2 separate regions of the Mus musculus genome follow, and region 2 is linked to region 1. Evidence: chromatin contacts called from public HiChIP or PLAC-seq data. All regions are on one chromosome and are shown on one strand. Each heading gives the region's core, a stretch centred on a gene start, on an enhancer-like site or on the middle of the called end of the contact. The rest is flanking DNA. Distances are from core to core; before and after follow the strand shown. Region 1 has its middle 12 kb from the start of Naip1. Region 2 holds the start of Ccdc125 (coiled-coil domain containing 125).

Evidence for each region. HiChIP or PLAC-seq counts read pairs in DNA pulled down with a chosen protein or histone mark.
Region 2: a contact with region 1 is called in a FOXA1 HiChIP or PLAC-seq map of pancreatic cancer cells. The contact joins the promoter of Ccdc125 here to the enhancer-like site in region 1. A contact is called at or near these places in 4 of 39 promoter capture datasets (the HPC-7 cell line, HPC-7-derived erythroid cells, hippocampal neurons and 1 more), 7 of 115 datasets of contacts at active chromatin or transcription factors (embryonic forebrain, embryonic stem cells, extraembryonic endoderm stem cells and 2 more) and 4 of 9 other capture datasets (adipose tissue, embryonic stem cells, liver and 1 more).

What each region holds. Positions count from the first base shown.
Region 1 is chr13:100,461,144-100,468,130 of GRCm38.p6, forward strand. It overlaps a transcript of Gtf2h2 not described here. Among named protein-coding and RNA genes, the nearest start is that of Naip1, 12 kb to the left of the region's middle. Within about 2 kb of position 2,543, at least 34 of the 459 cell types and tissues checked have an H3K27ac peak or open chromatin away from gene starts, as enhancers often do. A contact at or near this core is called in pancreatic cancer cells, where this site is marked.
Region 2 is chr13:100,667,165-100,674,051 of GRCm38.p6, forward strand. Ccdc125 (coiled-coil domain containing 125) reads left to right here and starts at 2,317. Exons shown (of 12, transcript NM_183115.5): 1 at 2,317-2,687.

The sequences.
Region 1 (6,987 bases), core at 1,293-3,792:
ACATTCCCAGAATATGGCAGGGAGTTGTGGAAAGGAACAGCCTAAAGCCAACCCATAATTTTCCTTATTTTAAATACTTTATTCTAACTTTTGAGCAAATGTCTATGATAAAATTCAAAAGACACAAGCAAGTGTGAAGCAAAAATGGCAGCTTCCCTCCTATCATGCTCAGCTTCTCAGAAACAGTCTCCTTAAGTGGTGACCCATATCTTCAACAATTTCCCACTGCCATAACCTGAGTCGGACCCAGCACAGCTCCTCCCTTGGATAAATGCCATCGCCATTAACACTTGGCACACTGTTAGCACTTTCACATGAACTCCTTTATGGGTCTTCCACTGGCACTGACACTGTCTTCATTATGTGTATCCCTACTGCTTTAACTCTTGATGTACAATGTCTAAGGTCTGGTGAGTAATTAATAAATAACAAAGGAAGTGCATTGTTTCTAGGATCCTGCTGTGAGGTGTGACTCAAGCAGCAATTCACACAGGTCAACAGAGCCCACAGTCCATCTTGTAATAACCTCTCCCCAGAGAAGAGTTAAACAAATGAGTCCTCTGTCTTGTAAATCTGAACCCACAAGAACGGTTAAGGCACTAAGAGTACTCCCCAGCAGGCTAACTAGCCCTGTGGTCCTTTGTTTCTTCATATAGCCTAGGAACCCAAAACTCCCTGACTTTCTCCTAAACCCTGTAACTTACTGAAGGTCTGGAGATTCCACTAACATATTTCCCAAACGGCTGGTAGTGCCCTTCTTTCTCCACATTCAGGATGCTGCTTCATGGTGTAAATTTTCTAACCATTACAGAGATGGACCTGGACATGGGTATAAGGAGGAAGCTGTGTCATAATCTTGCAAAAATGCTTACTGCTCTTTTTAGTGAATAGCTGAAGCTCTGCTTTTTTCAACAAATGTTTTGTCTCTGAAAAAATGCAATTTGGGCATATTCACCACATACTCCTCCCAGATCCATCCTTAACCCTCAACTTTGTGTCTTTTTTAAAAATAATTCAAGTCTAATTTGTACTACCATATACTCCTGGTAACACCCAATGGAATGTGGTCCGCCTAACAGTGGACATACTCCATACGCTTAAGGGAAACTGACTCTCCCCTTCATGTTTCCTTTCTTGAAACAGATCTCGTATACAGTAGCTCTAGTTGTCTTGAGACTTGCTATATAGACAGGCTAGCCTCAAACTAAGATATCGAACTGTCACTGTCTCTGTCTCTGCCTCTCCAATGTTGGGATTGAAGGAGTATGCCACCATACCCAGCTCATACTGTGTCTCTTTAAAGGGAAAGGGATGCTGAGGTCAAACAACTTACACAACTAAAAAGGATTACAACAGAACCTGAGAACTAGTAAAAAGAAGAGATGCTTTTTTGTCTGTTTTCTTTTTTTTTGAGACAGTCTCTCTAGATAGACGCTGGCTGTGCTGGAACTATGTAGACCAGGCCTGCCTTTGTTTCCCAAGTGTTAGGATTAAAGACATGTGTCACTACACTGTCATAGGACAAAATATGTCTTTGGGGAATAAATATGTAAATTTTGACATTTTAGAATTGTATCTTTCATTTCTTGTTTTGTTTTGGTTTTTTTGGCACAAGATCTTACCTTAACTCAAGATGACCCTGAACTGGAGGCAACTGCCTTGTCTCAGCTTTCCAAATGCTGTAATTGCAGGAGTTCACCATCTTACCTAGATCATCTTTTATTTATCTTTTCCCTACAGCACATGTGTGGATGCCAGAGGGCAACTTGCAGCAATCACTTTCCTCCTACCTTGTGAGCCCCAGAAACTGAACTCAGGTCACTGGGCCTAGTGGCATTTGCCTCTGAGCCCTTTCGTCAGCCATTATCCTTTTCTGGATGTTAGTAATTTGGTCTTCTATTTTATTGATCAATCTACTTCAAGATTTATAAATTCTGTTGATCTTTTATTTAGACTTAATGATTTGTACTAGTTCCCAGTATTTCTTTTGATTATATTATTTTTACTCACTTAAATATATAGCATATACTACATTTTGAATGTTACTATGATTAAAATTTAAAAAAAGAGAAATCTTAAATGGACCTTAAAGGAATGAAGAGCCAAGAAAGTGGTAAATACATTACATCTTAACAAACAGTAACTGATTAAAGCATATTAATGTCTTGTGTAACAGAAAAAGAATGAGATATATAATAATTATATTTGAGGAAGGAGTCAAATGAATGAAGGTTCTTTTGATCCTTTTACTGTCTGTGGGGGAGGAAGGGACATATTAACTTTGGTTGTCGTGCTGTATGATGATCAGAGGGAAGCTCCTGACGCCGCCTTCTCGATCCCCTTGAGCCCTGTCTTCTCAGAGCTGAGGCTTACCTTCTCTACTCCAGCACTGCTGCCCTGGCTCAGCTTCCTTTGCTGACAGGAGTCCAACCTGAAGTCACCAAGCCTACCTGTCCTGATTTGTCACTGTACCTTTCAGAGCTGTATACAATACCACACTATTAAAATGAGAACCAGGCATGTAGTTCAGATGGGAGAGTGCATGACTCACAAGTATACACCCTCGGGTTTCATTCCCAGCATCACATAAAACTAGGTGTGGTGGCTCACACCAGCAAGATGGCTCAGCAGATAAAGGAGTTTGCTGCCAAACCTGACACCCTGAGTTCCATGCCTGGACCTACATGGTGGAGGCTGAAACTGTTAGCTCTAAGTTGTCTTCTGACCTCCAACATGCAAGGGAAGGCAAGCATGCACCACCTCCACCTCCACACACGACAGACAGACAGACAGACAGACAGACAGACAGACAGATAGACTGACTATTTTTCTCTCCCTTCTCTAGGCTGCTCAGAGATGTTTCCTTGTGGCCCTCTTTATAACTGCACATTCCAAGAAGGCACATTTGCCAGGAAGTGCCTGCATCTACTCACAGCTTGAGGCCACCATGCTAACACACTGGACCACACAGTATTTCCCCTTGCATTTTCCCTGTTCTTCCTCAACACCAATCCCCAGGTGGCACCTCTCAAATGAAGTAACAATACTTTATCTTTGCCTTATGTTATTTTCTAGGGAACTCAAGTTTAGAAATTCCACTAAAGAATAAAAACAACATACAAGTTTCTAACTAATTAGGAAAAATTTAGAACGTTTAAAAATACAATTCAGAAGATGCAATGGTTTAAACCAATACCACAATGTATAGTTTGACTCCCCAAAGAATCAGTGGTTACATGTACACTTGAATATAAGGGTACTAAGTATATTTAATATTAATATGTACTACATATTAATTTAATTTATATACTAAGTGTAAATGGACTAAGTGCTTTAATTAAAAGATAAAAATTGTCAGACTAAATGACAAGAATATGAAGGGTTTAGGACTAATTCAGGATAGAATGCTTATCTAGCATACAGGAGACTGTTTAAACTACAGCACTCAAGGAAAAGAAAGGAAAATGTGCACATTTGACATGAGTCCCTAATACATGACCCCTTCCCCAAGAAAGTACACACTTAGTGAAAGAACACCAAAATAATATATTATGAAGTTACAAGAAGGAAATAGGAAATTAAAGACCCAAGTTTGATTACCATTCTCTCTCTCTCTGTGTCTCTCTTTGTGTGTGTCTCTGTCTATGTCTCTATCTGTCTCTGTCTCTCTCTGTCTCTGTCTCTCTCTGTGCTAGGGATGGACACTAGGCCCTTACACACACTAAACATGTGCTCTTATGCTGAGAAACACACCCAGCTTCTACTTCTGTAATCTTTAAACAAGACTTCTCTCAATGATTATGAAAAAGTAAATTCCCTTTGAAGCATTGCGACAATATTCATCGTAACCTTATCAAGCATGGAAATGAAATCTAAAACTGGGACTATCCCCTCTGACAATGAGTTTAGGTCTTTGTTCTGATTTCACTTCTGTTGAGGTGATAAGATGTTCCAACAGAAAGCAAAACAAAGGGGGGAAGGGTTTGGCTAAAATTCCAGTCCTTAACAGCAAGGAGGTCACCAGTTGGGAAGCTTGAGCCAGCCAGTCACACCATACCCATGGTCAAAATCAGACAGAAATAAATGCACCCATGCTCCTGCTAGCTTGCTCATCAAGCTAATTCAGAACTCCATGCCAGAGAATGGGTCTTCCTGCATCAATTAGCAAGATAATTCTACATCTATACATGACTACAGGGCAAGCTGATCTAGATAACTCCCCAAATGAGGCTCTCTCCTGAGGTGATTCTGTATTTCAACAAGGTGACAATTGGGGGTGCCTAGTCTTGAAATGCTAAGTTTAGTTGATATACATAGGAGTCCTGCCCTTTCTGAATATAAATGGAGTAGATGTGAATTGGGGGTGGGTGGGGGGGGACTCGAGGAGAGAATTCGGGGGTGGGGCTGGGAGGAGAGAAGGGAGGAAAAACTTGGGTCAGAGATATAAAAGAGAATAAGAAAAAATTTTAAAAACTAGCTACCACAGTCTCTAATACATCCTGGTGACTTTTATTTCTTCTTCCTTTTTTTGTTTGTTTGTTTGGTTTTACTTTTTTGAGACATTTCTCTGTATAGGCCTGGCTGTCCTGGAACTTATACTCTGTAGACCAGGCTGTCCTTGAACTCACAGAGATCCACTTGCCTCTGCCTCCCAAGTGTTAGGATTAAAGGTGTGTGTCATCGCAGACTGGCTCTGGTAACTTTTCAAGAGGAGACATTCAAAGTCTTTCTTCTAAGCATGGTAGGAGTAGGAGATAAAGACTATTCTGACTGTGCTAGAAACATATCTTACAAGGAAAAAAGACAGCAGTTACCTGTAACAGGAGAAACTTTTACCAGCTACACTTCATACAAGGGGCAAATTTCTGGAATTTACAAAGAATTGCAGAAAATACTAAGGGAATAAAAACTGCCAGTCAACAAACTGGCAAATAAACAGAAAGGACAGTCTGAAATATAAAAACAAAAACAAAAAAAGTGGCCATTGAAACAAGGGCTCAGACCTTAGTAGGCCCTGAGACCTCAGCACAACTGACTCCATGATAGAAGTGCCATTCGGGTCATACCCTCAGCACTTAAGACAGCACCATCTGCCAAAACTGAAACAAAGGCCTCATCCATCAAACTCCATTTAGTCCTGGGAAAGTCTCAAAATACACTATTTCGTTTCTCCAGTTCTGCTTCTGGGTCTCGTTAACTGAAGTATGTCAATCCACAACATGGTTTTTGTGCTTAAAAGATCATCCTGAAAAAGGCTCAGTGCTACACTGGGATCCTGAGCACCCATTTGTGTACCCAGCCGGGTAATAAAAACTTAAACCCACGTCTGAGCAGTCTCCTCTGGTGAATATCCCACAGAGCCATAAATATTTTTTATTAAAAAGTGTTCAATATCCCTAGCCATCAGGCAAATGCTGAGATACCATCTAACCCCAGGAGGGCTACCATCAGTAAATCTAACAAATGCTGAAAATGATATAGACAGAAAGAAACCCATACTCACTGTTGGTAATGGTGCAAACTAATACAGACACTGTGGGATTGAGTTTGGATAGTCCTCAAAAAGTTACAAAAAGAAGCCTGACGTGGTGGTACACGCCTTTAATCTGAGCACTCAGTAGGTAGATCTCTCTGAGTTGAAGGCCAGCCTGGTCTATAAAGCTGAACAGGTTCCAAAAGAGCCAGAGAGACCCTGTCTTAAAAAAAATAAAAATAGGCCTACTGTATGATTCCATTATTTTACTCCTCACTATAGCCAGAGAACTCTGGACCTTACCAGAGAGACATTTCCCACGTTTACTATTGCTTTATTCGCTAGAGCAAAGAATTAGAATCAACTTTCCTGCCCATCAACATATGAATGGATAATGACAATGTGATACACAAATAAAAATGGACTACTATTCAGCTCTAAATGAAAATATGATTACGCCAGGCAATGATGGTGCACAATTTAACCCTAGCACTCAGGAGGCAGAAGCAGGCAGATCTCTAAGTTCAAGGCCAGCTTAGTCTATGTGAATTCCAGGACAGCAAACCCGCCACCCCTACTACCCCAACACAAACAGCCAAAAAAAAAAAAAAAAAAAAAAAAAAAAAAAGCAAAAGCAAAGTGATTGCAACATTTGCAGAAAAATAGATCAATCCAGAATGTATAATATTAAGTGAGGCCACATGACCGCAGAAAAAGGTGCATGCTCTTCATATGCAGAATACAGTCAATAATATATGTGTATAAACAAATGTATAAGTGGAGGCAGTACAACATACAGGAAAGAAGAAAGCCTAAGTCTTAGAGGATGCGGAAGGACTGCAAGTAGGAAATGAATTGAAAGCTAACTGTCTCTAGTTCCAACTGACAGGGATTTTTTTTTTTAAGTTTGAGTAGTGGATATGTGCATAAAAATGATTTCAAGAGTTAAATATAAATCCAGTGTGAGGCTCTATAGCTTCTGTTCCAACTAGCTATTCAAATTGTAAAGAAGTTCACTGACTTGTACAGTCTTTGGGTCTGTTTTGTTTTGTTTTGTTTTTAGAGGGGGTATTTATTTGCAATGCTCTTTTATAATAAAAAAAATTGTTTTTAATTTAAAAGCAATTTAAAAAAAGAACCACTGAGTCTAGACTCAGTGTATGTGAATCCTAAGAAAAACATCCAGTAGACTGGGCTCTGGTCACTTAACTCCGTGTGTGTGTGTGTGTGTGTGTGTGTGTGTGTGTGTGTGTGTTGTATTCTTTCGTGTGAATGCATGTTTGTTTGTTTTTTTAAAGAGCATTTTTTGGGATGATGTCAGTTAGCAAAATGAACAAAGATGTGCAGGTGAAAGCACTGACTAACCAAAAGTTAATAGAAATCTAAATTACTTGAGTGTGGCTGGAAGGATGAGATGAAGGTGCACTATACAGAGGTAATTAAAGGAAAAGGCCTGGAACACGGTCCTGTGGATGACTTGGTAGCTGAAATCACTCCAAAAGGCAGAGCCCTGG
Region 2 (6,887 bases), core at 1,067-3,566, 210 kb after region 1:
CCTCCTTTCTTGTCTGTGCTAACTCCGCACAGTTCAGCTGTGTGCAGTAGCTCCCAACACGGGGAGCTACAGGGTGCTGAGGTTTCTCCATCACAGGGCCCAATCCACCTCATAGCCCGCTTGTCTGTCTATCGTCCGTCTGTCTGTCTTCATTCCCTTGCCACTCCTAGTCAGATCTGTCCCTGGAGCTACCCTGGATACTTGTTCTGTATACAGAATTTGGTATAAATGTTAGACTAGCCTTCTAGCCCACCTCTTTACTCAGATCACCTCCCTCCTCCCTCTAGGAAACAATGTTACTGGCTTCTGGTATATTGCAGAGATTTGGTGCCTATAAAATGTGTGTATATACACTTTTTATAAAAATAGTAATAGGACTGAGAAAATGGCTATCAGTAAAGTGTTTGCAAAGACAAGACTTCCATTCCCAGAACCCACCTTTTTAAAAAGATAGGTTTGGTGGCAGGCACTTGCTTATTAACTGAGTGCTGAAGAGGTGGAAACAGGTGGCTCTCTAGCTCTGGGGCTAGCCTAGCCTACTTACTTCATGCATTCCAGGCTGAAGTCTTAAAAATAAGGTGTCTTATTTTTTTAAATATTTTATGTCTTAAAAATAAGATGTGAGGTGCCTGAGGAATAGTCTCCAAGGTTGTCCCCTGGCCTCCATGGGCACACACATACTCTGTATTTTAATTTATGAGAGGATTGTATCATCTCAGAAAATACAAACCTCTCAATTATATTTTAGATAAATTTTTACCATCTTAAAATTCAGATTTAATAGCCCAGCATTAGTGGCACATGCCATTAATCCTAGCACTAGGGAGGCAGAGGCAGATGGGCCTCTCAATTTGAGGCCAGACTGGTTTACAAAGCAAGTCCCAGGACAGCCAGGATAAAGAAACCCTGTCACAGAAGAAGAAAAAAAAAATCTGATTTAAGATTTGGTGACTTTGCCGGGCAGTGGTGGCGCACACCTTTAATCCCAGCACTTGGGAGGCAGAGGCAGGCGGATTTCTGAGTTTGAGGCCAGCCTGGTTTACAGAGTGAGTTCCAGGACAGCCAGGGCTACACAGAGAAACCCTGTCTTGAAAACAACAACAACAACAAAAAAAACAAAAAACAAAAAAAAAGATTTGGAGACTTAAATGTAGTCTCGGGGTGTGGCTCAGTGATGGCAAATGTTTAGATGTACAAAACCTGGCTTAGTCACTCACTGTTCTACTGCTGTGAAAAAACACCGTGACCAAGGCAACTTATAAAAGAAAGCATCTGATTGGGAAGTTTGCTTACAGTTTCAGATGGTGAGTCCACGGCCATCATCGTGGGGAGCACCGCTCTGGAACAGTAGCTAAGAGCTTACACCTGACCCACAAGCAGAAGAGAGAGACTGGTCCACCTTCAGTGACACACCCCCTCCACCAAAGTCACACCTCCTAATCGGTCCCAAACCTAGTAGTTCCACTAACCAGAGACTAAGCATTCGAAAAATATAAGCTTATAGGAGCCATTCTCAAACAAACCGTCACAAGCTCACTGTGATTACCAGCACTTCAAAAAAAGACACACTTCACATCTGTTAAAAGAGTTGCTTGTGTGTGCGGTGTATTTGTAGAATAGACGAATGTAAGTACATGTGTGCACGTGTTAATGGACCTTGCAGTTCACACCAGGTGTCTTCTTTTCTCCATCCCCCTACCCGCCCGCCCCCATGCCCAGGAGTCCTGATATATTAGTTTTAATTAATCAATTTTCCGGTGGACATACGTTTGCAGATTTTTACTATCACAAACACATGAGTGATAACATATATTAGTATGCCGGCAGTCTGAAACATGTTTTTTAATGAGCTTTGAATTCACACAGCCACTCCTGGAAGTAGTGCACTAGTTTCAACACAGGTATAGAATCACGTAGCTAGGTGATTGCATGAAGTTTATGAGAAAGACTCCCAAGATAAAATCCGTTCTAAGTCGGATTTTCCTCATGTCTAAGTAACTAAGGACAATACAGACTAGACTGGCTCTAGTCTGCGAAGTTCATTAGTGCCAGAGAAGGATCTGATGTCTATTTCTACCAGAGTAATCTTCAAGCCTGGGAAAGTGTTTGAAAATAACAAAGTCTTCGGTTAAGGGTATTGGCACAGAGAATTAGAACACAACCATTTCAACAAGGTCATGAAGTTGATCCAGTATGGCGGATGGGTTAGTGCGAGGTAGCACCTGTGATAGGAAAGGAGCAGGGGTCGCTCTCCAGGCATTGCCTCCCGCTCCGCCTGTGCTTCAGCGCTCCCTCTGGCCCAGGCTGCCTTCAGGGTTCCTAACCGGGCTTTCTAATGCCGAAAGCCGGTGTTCCGAGATCTACCTCTCCGGGAACCCCAGCTCCGGCACACTTTTCTCTTAGGGGGTTCCTGAAGTCCCAAGGTTGGGACTCATAATTTTCCATGTATTGACGCTCACCTTGCCCCAGTCTGTTCTAAATCTCAGACTTTTATTTGCCCGTCGGTTTGTCCATCCGGCTTTGGAGCTGAAGTTGGAGGAGGGCAGCTAACATCCGGTTGCACGGAGGCACGGATACTGGGCTCAGGAGAGCTGAAGCGCCGCTGGCCCACCCGGACCTGGCGATCCTTTCGGGTCCCCTGCGGTGGTCGTGCAGTCACGTGGCCCGAGGACGCGTGGCGGAGTGGGGTGAGCCTCTGAAGGGGCGCGCGGGCTGCGCAGCGGAAGGTTCGATCCTTGGGACGGATGCGCAGAGTGCCAGCGTCAGGCCAGGACACCGGGAACCCGCGGTGGGGAGGGTATGGAGCCGAGCTGCCCAGGAGTGGAAACTGCAGGTGGTGGTCAGACTAGCAATAGGGCTCCTTTCCCCACATAGAGCCAGCCATTAATGGTCTGACACCGAAGAATACCGATTTCAAAAACTCTGTTTCTGTCTTTTCTTGCTATTATTTAACTATTAGTTTTGAGCCATAAAGCTGTAACGCACTAAATGCTATGCAATATCCTGGTTTCAATATCTTGAAACAAAAAGGAACGAACAAAAGCCCTCGAGAAAAACAGGAAATCTACGGAAGTGTGTGGTTTAGTTTAACCTGCGCTGGTGTCTTTGTCTCAATTTTTGATAAATGTACCCTGATGCTAACTTTAGAGGAATTTAAGTGACGGGCATAGAGGTCTAAATCTTTGCAACTTATTGTAAATCTAAAATTATTCTAAAGCTAAAAGTTAATATATACAGCCCACAGCAAAGAGAAGCGGCTCATGGTTCACCAAGGAGGGTTTATGTTAGTTTTTTCCCCACCAAGCCGGACAGGACAGGAAGTAGGTAGCTGTTTGATCAACTTGTTTGCTAAAAGCAAAGTTGTCAGGCTGGTGGGGGTAGATCCTGCTGCCTAAGTTTTTCCCTTTGGAATGTGTCCTCTCTCATTTCGCTTCAACAAATATCTTGGAGAATCTGTTAGATGTGAGCAAATGAGACATACCTTTATTGGAGCCATGGAATGTGTTAGGGTAAGAGAGGGACATCCTTAGATCTGTTTAAAAAGTATTGACTCAGCACGGTGTGTAGGGTGGCTCTGTTGGTTCAGGCCAGAAGTTATCATAAATTCAACTAGGAAATTCAAGTGCAAAGGATATGATTTGGGGAGATATTTGTGAGACTTGAAGACTTGGGGATTAAAGGCATGTGAGGATCAAAGAGAAAGGGGGAAATTGATTCCAAATTTACTTGATGCTTTTGAAACATAGATGACACATTTGACAAAATAGAGAACCCTAGAAGAGACCCGGATTGGGAGTGGGGAAAGAAACGAACTTGGTTTCAGTTGTATTAGGATTGTAGGCAGAATGTCCGGCTGGAAACGTGTGTTTAAGAGTGGTAACAGTGGAAGGCAGCCTATCCAGGAGGAGCCAGAAGAGAAGGAGCCTTGGAAGGCACAGAGGTGGCCCTCCTGGCAAAAGGGCAGGAGCTGCTTTGTTGCTTGGTTGAGAAGCCCTGGTGTCCCAGAGAGCAGATGTGGGAAGTTAAAGTGTCAGAGCTCCTACAGAGGCTTTGGGGGTGGGGCTAAATCTTGGCGTTAGCAATCAGCAGGTCACTATTTTTCAGTTATTTTAGTGAAAAATAGGAATATTGCTGACAGTCTATTCATGCTTGCCCTTCCCCAAGTGTCCAGAGGACCAGACAGGGATGGATATGATTTCTAGTCCTGGCTATACTGACCGGTTATCTGTGTTATTTGGGCAAGTCATGTATTCTTGGATTAGGAAAAATATCTCTCAACAAAATCAAAAGAACCCTTTTATGTCTAGAAATATTAATAGGGTGGAGGAATGTTCCATGGAATATGCTTTGCAAAATGCTGATACATAAACAGAAGTTTAATACTCTAAAAAATTTTTTTTTTAATTTATATGTTGTAATCTCACTTAAAAAGTAGATAAACTGGTACACAAATTCTTCCCTTTCCTGAGGGGATGCGATCTTACTATGTCGCCCAGGTTGGTCTCAGCTGGTATTCTTCTTCAGCCTCTTGAGTGCCTTGTCATATATACCACCAAGTCTGCTTAATAGTGAAATTCAACGTATTTATTTGATTACTGTAGCTGAGAATGAGAAGAAGCCAGAAGATTAGAGCAAACTGCCAGAGTCAGTTTGAGGCCAAGCAGAACAAATCAGGGAGAAGCTGAGAGAAGCCAGATTGAATCAGTCAGTTTGGAGAGGAGTTTGAGCCAGAACTGACTTGGATCAGGCAGCAAGAGTTCAGAAAGAACTAGGAAAGGTGAGCATAGTCAGCAGTAAGTCTCCAAGATGACAATTACATCTGCCAAATAAAAGAGAGATTTACATCTTGTACCCTACCCATGGTTCACCGAATGACACTGTCCAGTCATTAGACCTAAATTCATTTTTGAGCCAATGACTCTTATCAGGCTAGAGATCAGACATCGAGGCCACACTTTCTACAACCTGCTCTTTCCCTGATTAATATCGGACATATTAAACTCACTGGGAGGCTTGTGATTCTAAGAAGTCATGTGTCCCCAAAGTGAAGTTTAATTCTTACCATCACATATGAATACTACATGGCCAGTGCCCATCAAAGTTACATTTAAAAAAATTTTTTAAAAAACAACAACAACAAAAAAAAAAAAAGCCGGGCATGGTGGCGCACGCCTTTGATCCCAGCACTCTGGGAGGCAGAGGCAGGCGGATTTCTGAGTTCGAGGCCAGCCTGGTCTACAAAGTGAGTTCCAGGACAGCCAGGGCTACACAGAGAAACCCTGTCTCGAAAAAACAAAAACAAACAAACAAAAAAAAACTAAAAAAAAAATTAGAGCTGGACCGGACAGTATTGGCATACACCTTTAATCCCAGAACTCAGGAGGCAGAGGAAAGTAGATCTCTGAGTTCAAGGCCAGTCTAGTCTACAGAGTGAGTTTCAGGACAGCCAATGCTACACAGGGAAATCCTGTCTTGAAAAAAAAATTAAAGAGGGATGTAGCTTAGGGGAAATTGTGCTTACCCTTCATGTACAAGGCCTTAGGTTCAATTTCCAAACTAAACAAAACAAAACTAAACAAAACCAACAGAGTACCAGGGCATAGGAAAACTCATTCTTTATATTCAGCACCCAATAGCAAGACAACTCATGATGCTGAATATATGAATACATGTGGTACATTAACAGATGTTCCTGAACTGGGCATGGTGGTGCTTGCCTATAATCCCCAACTCAAAAGGCAGAGCTAGGAGTTTGGCCGAAAGTTTAAGGCCACCTGAGCTACATGGTGAGTACCCAGGCCAGCCAGAGCAACATAGGAAGACCCTGCTAAAAAGATAAAAGAATTGTGTGGATATGGCAAAGCACAAGTGTTATCCTAGCACTCGAGAGAGGGTCCAGAAGAGACCACCAACTCAAGGTCAGCCTGGGCCACGTTGTGAGTTCCAGAGCAACTGGGCTCAGAAAACAAAAATCAACCGTAACAAATTCTTAAACTGATTGCTAATGCAGTTACCCAGGAGGTAGAGTCAGGAGGCCTGCAGGTTAGAGGCCAGTCTGCACTACACAGTGAATGAAGTCAACCTGGACTGTATAACAGGGTCCTCTTCTCAGAGAGCAAATCAGCTTTGTCTAACTCTACGGTTAGCCACACCTTCCTCGCAGAAACCTCCTTCCCCTCTGTATTGACCAGATCTGTCTTCCTTGTTGCTGAACATCTAGACTTGACCGTGTCTCTTTTTTTTTCTTCTTCTTGTTTGTTTTTGGTCTCTGGGGATTGAACCCAGGGCTTCATATATTCTAGGCAAATTTTCTGTCAGTGAACTTCATTCTTAGTGAAGGCCCAAGATTGCATTTATCAGGGCTGGAGAGATGGCTCGGCAGGTAAGAGCCCTGACTGATCTTCTGAAGGTCCTGAGTTCAAATCCCAGCAACCACATGGTGGCGCACAACCACCCATAATGAGATCTGATGCCCCCTTCTGGTGTGTCTGAAGTCAGCTACAGTGTATGATAATAATAAATAAATCTTTTTTTAAAATTGCATTAAAAAAACAAAACAAAACAAACAAACAAACAAAAAACGAGCTGGGCATGGTGGCACACGCCTTTAGACCCAGCACTCGGGAAACAGAGGCAGGCAGATTTCTGAGTTCGAGGCCAGCCTGGTCTACAAAGTGAGTTCTAGGACAGCCAGGGCTATACAGAGAAACCCTGTCTCGAAAAAAAAAAAAATTGCATTTATCAAGCAGGAGGCTATAGTGGGGGTAAGTGTAGTCCCCCAAGACAATTTTTTGGTTCTATAAATAATTCCCTATCTACCATGACAAGTAAGTCAAAATAGATTAAAAACAAGCAGGGTTTTATGTATCTCAGGCTGTATATATCAT